Regions from separate parts of the Oryctolagus cuniculus genome. Here region 1 is linked to region 2. A link is a contact called in public Micro-C data. All regions are on one chromosome and are shown on one strand. Each heading gives the region's core, a stretch centred on a gene start, on an enhancer-like site or on the middle of the called end of the contact. The rest is flanking DNA. Distances are from core to core; before and after follow the strand shown.

The links. A called contact is a pair of places that touch in the nucleus more often than the background predicts.
Region 1: a Micro-C map of ear pinna shows a contact between it and region 2, with 7 times the contacts expected there. The contact joins the enhancer-like site here to the promoter of LRCH1 in region 2. A contact is called at or near these places in 3 of 6 Hi-C or Micro-C datasets (ear pinna, liver and an unstated tissue).

Annotation. Positions count from the first base shown.
Region 1 is chr9:65,669,559-65,673,433 of mOryCun1.1, forward strand. It overlaps LRCH1 (leucine rich repeats and calponin homology domain containing 1), which reads left to right. Exons shown (of 19, transcript XM_051832282.2): 5 at 3,282-3,418. Among named protein-coding and RNA genes, the nearest start is that of ESD, 110 kb to the right of the region's middle. Within about 2 kb of position 2,338, at least 5 of the 8 cell types and tissues checked have an H3K27ac peak or open chromatin away from gene starts, as enhancers often do. A contact at or near this core is called in ear pinna, where this site is marked.
Region 2 is chr9:65,529,607-65,533,589 of mOryCun1.1, forward strand. LRCH1 (leucine rich repeats and calponin homology domain containing 1) reads left to right here and starts at 1,597. Exons shown (of 19, transcript XM_051832282.2): 1 at 1,597-2,157. The coding sequence starts at 1,842.

The DNA.
Region 1 (3,875 bases), core at 1,088-3,587, 140 kb after region 2:
GTCCTGTGATGTGCAGTGTGGGAGATCCAGTGGAAAGGGGGAATTCCTCAGCAAATGTTTACCATTACGGCTTGAGGGCAAGCCTCGTAGGTGGTAGCAGCTCTGGCGTTCATCTTGGGGTTTGGACCTGGGTCAGGAATGAGTCAATGGACAGCAGCTCACTGCATGGTTTCTCTGGAACACACTCTGGCTTATAAAGATCTAAAACGTGGATTTCCTCTGGTTTTGTTTGGGGATTCTAGACATACCTGATCTCAAGCATATATTTCTAAAAACATAGAGCAAAAGCCTAGGTTTGAAACCATCGACATTTGGTGCAGCTGACTTCCACCACGCTCCAGTTCCTGCATCTTGACCTGTGGCTGGAAATGCTTCCCCAATTCCAGGCAAGAAAACAGAGCTCGAGAAAGGGAGAACTTTGTGAAATGAGACATGCTTCAGCCAATGGAGGGTCAAAATGCCTGCCTGTCATCCTGCCCCTTTCTCATGGTGACTGGCATGTTAAAAAGTAGAAGTGGAGGCAGTCTCCATGTAGATGTATTACATGAGATGACTCAGCATAAGAATATTATTGATTTTTCATTTTTTCGCTCCAAAAGCCCATTTTGTAGAATATATGAAACTCTTGTTCTTGGTTTAAGCAAGTACAGAGGGAAAATTCTCAGTAACAGCAAATTTATACACAGGTCCTCTTTCACACATTAAAGGACACTTTAAATTTAAGCTTCCATGTTGATCCTTGTGAACCTATCACAGGTAATAAACTCTGATTTTCAAAGGGGGAAAAATCGATCATTCTACAGCTGCCTGTAAGCATAGAGAAATGTATGGAAAGAAAGATACATCTGCAAAACCTAGGTTTTTGTTTCTCTCGCTCCCCCTTACTCATTTGCCTTAAAACCATTCCTTTCCCTAAAAAGATCAGTTACAAATCACTATGCTTTCCCTAATCATGTTTTCTCAGTTCTGATGTTTTAAAATACACTCAAGGCTAAAACTTCAGTTTACTGGGAAATATTCTTCTTCTTTTTTTTTTTTTAATAATTTCCTGAATATCAAGTGTCACTTTGCTTCACTCTAGAGAGCTCCATTGACAAAGGAGCATTGATAAGACTTTCAGGAAGCGAATTTAAAGACTTTCCATATTTACTTACATGCTTTTCCTCTCTGAGTACCCTGCCTCATGTGCTTTCAATTTGAGGAGGAAAAGCAATTTTGTGGCCTAATTACCCAGATCAGTGTGGCGGTGGGGTCCTACAAGGTCTGCAGTGAGGAGAGCTGTTTTGTCCTTTCTAGGACCAGAAGGAGCAGAGAATTAAAATAGCTGTTCCTTGTCCCTCTTTGCAATGGTGAGGGGGAAGTGGGGCTTGCTTGCTTGTTTGTTTGTTTGTTTTTACTCCCTTTTTCTGCTTCAATTCTTTGACATTTTCTGTGCTGGCATTGCAGGGTTATCATTTTCTCCCCTGCTTTCTTGTTGTGAAACTGTCTGGTTCTTATTTTCCTACACTGCGATGATAATTGTGTCCCAGACTGGTACTAAAAAGGAAGGAAAATAGTCATTAGCAAACCGTTCCTTATTTTATTTACCTCTGAGTTACCTCCTGCTCTGCTTCCATGAACTCAGCCCTCGGGTCTTCAAAGTCTTTACTTTAGGTGACAAAGAATTTGCTAAAGATCCAGAGTCCAGTTCAGTTTTACCACAGATTGGCCAACCTAATCTGAGTGAGGTTTGCCATCTTGGAGCCAGGTTAGCCTTGGCAGGGGTTCAAAGGAGGGATTCCTCTTGGAGTGTTACCCCTAACTCAGACACACACTATGAAGGGAGACAGGATCCGACCTTCCTTTGATTTCATGATTCCAGAACCTGCAGTCCCTCTCTTCCATCTCCATGGCTAGTGTGATTCGAGCCAAATCTTCAGCCTGCTGGCTGAGAGGAGAGCTGGATTTGAGCAGTGGTCTACTCCGGGCAATTTTTAAAATGCTGATTCCTTCGCCAAAATACCAGTTCCTTGGCTTCGGGCCCAGAAGTCTGTGTTTTTGTTTTTTTGTTTGTTTTAAAAACCGCACTTCCCTAAGTTTCTCCTGCATAGCCCACCCGCCATGGACCTGAGTTTGGAACCTGTGGAATTAGGAGCTCTTCTGCCTCCTTCTGGAATTTCAGTCCCATTACCCCATCTGTGGGACGCGTCGTTTGCATAGGTATGAGAGCAGGAAAGTCCCTTGGGCTCCCAGAGCTGGTGAGTTCTGAGAACCCGGAGAGCCTTTGTTGGTGGAGTTGGAAGTCCTCAGAGCTGAACTTGACAGCCCTCGGGCAGTGGAGGGGAGAGGGTAGACAGTGTGGGTCCCTGCCCCTGTCACTGGGTCACTGCCTGAGCTCCTCTTCCTGTTGTAGGCTTTGCTCTGTTTCCACTTGGGAACCCCTGGTGTATTTCAGAAACCACCTTTCAGGCCTTCACTTGTCTTATAACAAGAGTGCCGGGAAGCTACCCTCTATCGCCTTTCCCACAGTGGCCCGGGTGGCTTGCCGGTGTCACCCCAGATTGTGGCATGGCTCAGCCTCCCTTTGCACTGTGGAATGTATTTGACTTCATCTGTAGCAGCTGCCCATGTCGGTTTGAATGCTTGAAATTACTGAGTGTTTACTGTGCCACTGGGTGGGGATTTTAAGCTAAATATAACGTCTGTCTTGTTAGCAGAGCTGCAAAAGACGTTTTAAAACCAGTAGAAGAAAGCCTCATCAAATCGGAATGACAGCACCCATTGGAAAATTCTATTAGAATTTTCTATTAGATAGCATCTATTTTTTAAATGCAGTTGGAAAAACATTGTGAGCCTGGGTGCTATAACTAGTTCTGGAATTCCACCAGCCCACATACACTGAATGGATAAGACTATTCTGTAATTAGCATACCGTCCATATGTTTGCTAGTGCTACTTGGAAACAGTTTGAAGTTAAAGCATAAACATGCCATGTAACATAGCCTGTGTGAATCTTTTGCTGGGGTTAAAAAAAAGAGTTTTAAACAATAGATTCTGTAAATGTCAGATATTCCCAACTTTTATCAGAGCTGAGAACAGTTTAAAATTATTGGGCTCCCAATGAAAGATTTTATTTCCTTTGGTAAAATACTCTACACACACTGTATGTTCTTCATGTATAACTCACTTTTGCCTGTGCTAAATGATGTTTTTTCCTGGTCAACGGAAATTATTTTTTGAATATTTAGTCATTTCATCTTATTGCTCTCTAAGGTTTCTCTCTTTTCTAAAATTTCTTCTAGAACTAGTAGATCTTCCCTTGGTCAAGTTCGACTTTTCCTGCAACAAAGTGCTGGTGATTCCGATTTGCTTTCGGGAGATGAAGCAGCTGCAGGTGTTGCTGCTGGAGAACAATCCTTTGCAGTCGCCTCCTGCGCAGGTGAGGGCCCCTGGCGCCAGGCCCCGGGGAGGCGCCCGAGCAGCGCAATGAGTTAGGGCCGTGTGCGCTACAGTGAGCAAGAGCAGTCACTGTCGCTGAGAAGGTGAAACCTAGGGCGGATCTGGCCACACCAAGCTGCCTTCTGCTGCGGCAAATCCCTTTACCCACGTGTGGCTCCCTCCTCTGATGGCCCCAACCCTGGAATTCGGTGTGTGCTTATGGATCACTGGTGCACACGTTGGAAACTTTTCATGGAGCATGTAGCTCACAAAGGTAGCAATAATTCCTTACCCGGAAAATGGGATTTAAACTTCTTAAAATACGACTACCTGCTCAAATATTAACCTGCATGAGAATGAGATAAAGCTCATATGCTTAGCTTTGGAAATACTTAAAGTTTCTTTTCTTTTTCAGTAATTTCAGAACTTTGTAAACCTTCTGTAATTAGAGTGTTACA
Region 2 (3,983 bases), core at 347-2,846:
ACATGGCCTAACTAACGTGCAATGCTTAATCACCAACACTCACTGCGCACAGAGTACTTCCCTGGGCTCCGGGTTATGGGGGTGGGGGGGGAGTTGAAAAAATGGGCACTGGGTCTGCCTCAAGGATTTTACACTTTAGTAATCTGTAGAATGGGAAACAAACTGCAGTACTAGGTCAGTCTATCATAAGGACCCATCGTGAACTCATATTCTCATCATTTTCTCTACTCAGATAATTGGTAGTCTTTAAAAAAAAAAAAACAAAAAACCTTTGCTGTGTGTGATACCACAATTCTTGGACTAAGTTTGCAGGCAGTGGGAAGGTGGCTCCACCCACATCCTGGACACTCATCACATCCCTCTGGTTTCCGCGAAGATTTTGAACTGCAGTTTTTTTCTGTGCTTATCTATGTTGTTCACTTGGCTTTTTAAGGAGAGGAGGAGGTAGGTTAATTTTCACGTCGTGTAAAAGTACTCTCATATATTATTATTACTAGTTTTGAAGTCTGATTTGTGTCCTTGGCGTGAGAGAGGAGGTTTCGGGGGCGGGGGGGGGGGGAAATACCGGCAGGTGGCGCTGGTCTCCTCCCAGCAATGAAAATGTTTTGCTCGCTGCCAAGAATCCCGTAGGATTTAAGGGCGACTATGCGTAGTCCTTGCAGGGGACGTAGCTCCTGCCACACTGAAGCGCCGGGTCCATGCAGTCATACGTTCCGGCCTGTTGCTCCAGCCACGCTTCGGCACCACAGCTTGTAGACCCGCTCCCCCGCTCCAGTTTGTGTGCTTGACCGCCCCCAGCCTCATTTCCCCAAGCCAAATCACCGACAGAAGTGCCAGCCTCGGCCTGGGTGCTCTCCGCCGGGTGTCGGAAGGCAGAACGCGAGTTCCGGTGCGCCGCAGGGCGCACGGAGGAGGCGAGGCGTTCTGATTTCTCGGGGCCCCGCCAATCCCGGGGCTCCGGTTCCCGCGAACGACACAGTGTCCTGTCCACCCTGCAAACGACCTGCATGCTCAAGGTCCCGCGTCTATACCGCAACTCTCTCCTGTCACTCGGCACCAAGCATTTCGTTGTTGGCGCCGGAGCGGGGCCGCGGGCATATGCTCAATAAGAGGGCGCGAACCGAAGTCCCAGGGCTACCAGTTCGAATCCAGCTGCCCCTCTGCCCCAGCGAAGTTCCTTAACTTGCTCTGTACACCGAGAGGAGCAATTTTTCCGCCCACGGGTTGCTGGATTAACGCAACAGCTATACACTCCTAAGCAGTGTAGCCAAATCAGACGAGCCTCAACGCCGGGGGTGCCCGTTGAGCTGTACCTAATCTACAAAACCCGGGGAACTGGGGTTCAGAGAGGATTCTTCCCCCTCGCCGCGACCGCATCCACTAATTACCTCCCCCCTCAACTAAAGAATCTGGTGTCCCCCCCAAACCTGATGGGCCCCTAACTGTAAGCCTCCCCCGAGCACACGTGCAGCTCCCACGGACCCCGACCGCGAGCCGTGCGTGCAGGAAGGCTCGGGGCAGCGCGGGCCGCGCGCGGGGAAGGAGGCGGAGGGAGCAGGCGGCGGAGGAGGGCGCAGGGGAGGAGGAGGAGGAGGAGACACATGCGCGCTGCCGCCGCCGCCGCAGCACTCCGCGGCTGCCCGGGGACAGGAAACCTTCAAGACTGAGCCGCCGCGGCCGCCTCCCGTCCGCCCCCAGCCGCGCGCCTGCCCGCAGCCTGCTCGCCTGCTGCCGGCGTCTCTCCGTGGAGCACCCTAGGGACTCGGCAGCGGCTGCCGAGGGGAAAAGCTGCGACCCCCCCCGCAGGAGCGGCGGGGCGGGGTGGGGGGGCGCGGGCGAAGATGGCGACGCCGGCAAGCGAACCCCAACCTTTCGTCCCTGCCCTCTCGGCGGCTAGCCTGCACCCTCATCATCACCCTCACCACCACCACCACCATCACCACCACCACCACGGGAGCACCGGGGCTGGCGGCGGGACTGGCGGCGGCGGCGGCGGCGGCGGCAGCGGGGGCTTCAACCTGCCCTTGAACCGGGGTCTGGAGCGCGCGCTGGAGGAGGCGGTCCACTCCGGGGGCTTGAACCTCAGTGCCAGGAAACTGAAGGAATTTCCCAGGACCGCGGCCCCCGGCCACGACCTCTCGGACACGGTGCAGGCAGGTGAGCGAGGGCCCCGGGGGCAGGCGGTGGGTGTGGATGTCGGTGCGGCTGGCTGTCGCGCCTGCCCGGACGCGGTGACCAGTCAGATCTGGCCTCGCCGGGGGTCCGCTCGCAGAAGCTCTCCCGAGTGGGCGCGGGAGAAGCGGGCTCGGGAAGATCGGGGTGCGCCGGCAAGCGCGCGGGTCCCCTGCTCCCCACCCCGCGGCGGCGCAGAGGGAAGTGGCCGCGCGGGGCTGGGACTTCCAGGCGGTCGCTGTGCGCCCCGTGAAAGTGGGAGGTTGCAGGCGGCCGCGTTCGCGCCTGCAACCGGGTCAAACCCCCTTTGCAGGTTGGCTTCGCTGGGGTCCGGATGGGGAAACCAGACAAAGGTGGCGCGCCCCGGACGACCCGAGGGCATCGGCGCCGCGCCGCGGGGTCCCCCCTTGGGTGCCACCGGGTGCCGGCTTCGAGGAGGTGCCCAGGCGCCGGTCTGCATCCGCCTCGGCCGCCGCTTCGGAGGCGATCGGTTCCTTCTTGCCGTGCCTTTAGTTCACCGCCCACACGGTGTGGTTCCTCGGAGGGAGGCTGCCCGGTGCCCAGTAACTCGAGCTCTGCGGGGGCCCTGGGAGGCAAAGCGTAGCCTATTAAAAGAAAAGTAATTAAAGCGAGCCGGTTTTCCTGCGTGAGCCCGGCAAGTTGTAACTCGCGCCAATAGGCAGCCAGCGTTTTTCAAGTTATGTCATGTGTTGACATATTTCTGAGACGTCTGCTTTCTCTTTGGTGGCTAGGGTTGGTTGTAGGAGCGGGATCCATAAACAGGAAGGCGGGTGGTGGGCTGGGGCTGGGGCCGGGGCCTTGGGATCTGGGCAGAACTGACTTGTTGGTTTCTGACTGTGCCGTCTGGTTCAGCTCCCTGGACTGGGAGCTGGGTGTGGTTGCCTCCTGGCAAGCACCCAACATTTCCCAAGGCGGTGGGTGCCCCTCTGTGAGTCACTGTCATCGCAGACCCGGAGTCGGTTCCCTGGGATCCTTAGCAGTTTAAGATCTCCCAGTTTCCATTTGAAAGGGAGAAGGCAGTGAGGCCAGGGTGCCGGCAGTTGGGTTTTTGGAAGGCAGTTTGCCAGCACCCTTTCCTTTCTTTTAATTCAATAAACATTTATTCGGAACCCTAATGAATACTGAGACAGGGTTCTGAGTTCACTGGAGGCAGAGAGCACTGGCCCTCCGGGGTCATTCAACTTTGTCATTAGGACTCAGGGATAGACAAGAATGGCCCAGAAAGAGGGAGTTTCCAGAGTGGAGTTCCCAGCAGCCCGGGAGTCTCTTTTGATAGAATCTCTGGAGCTACATCTTCTCAAGTGTCACTTATTTCGAGAATTGCCTGAATGATTAACCTTAAATAAGGCTAAATTCCACTTGGCTTCCGCCATTGAGTGCACATGACACCACAATCATAATAGGGGTTTGCACAGCCCCGTGGAGGGGCTCCAGGTTCTTCTCCTACCTTGAGTATGCTGAGGCTTCTTTCAAAGTTGGGTGAACCTCCTGTGTCTGCTGTGTTTGGCACTTAAGAAAAGCAGTCGTCTCAAAAGGGGGACCATTATCTTTCAATGAAGATCTCACCATGGGTGGTAAGACAGCCTGTTCTCCTCTCTGCTTGCTGATTGCCAACTTAGGCTGTGGGTTTTCTGAGTTTTCAATTAGAAGCTTCAGTTGCACATATTTAATATTCTGAGAATTCTAGTTAAAAATTCAGAGGCTTAGTGTTAATCCTTCATTCGGGGAAGGGAGAGGCAGAGGGATGTCACCCAAGTTTGTAGACATTTAAGTCAATCCAATAAAGAGAA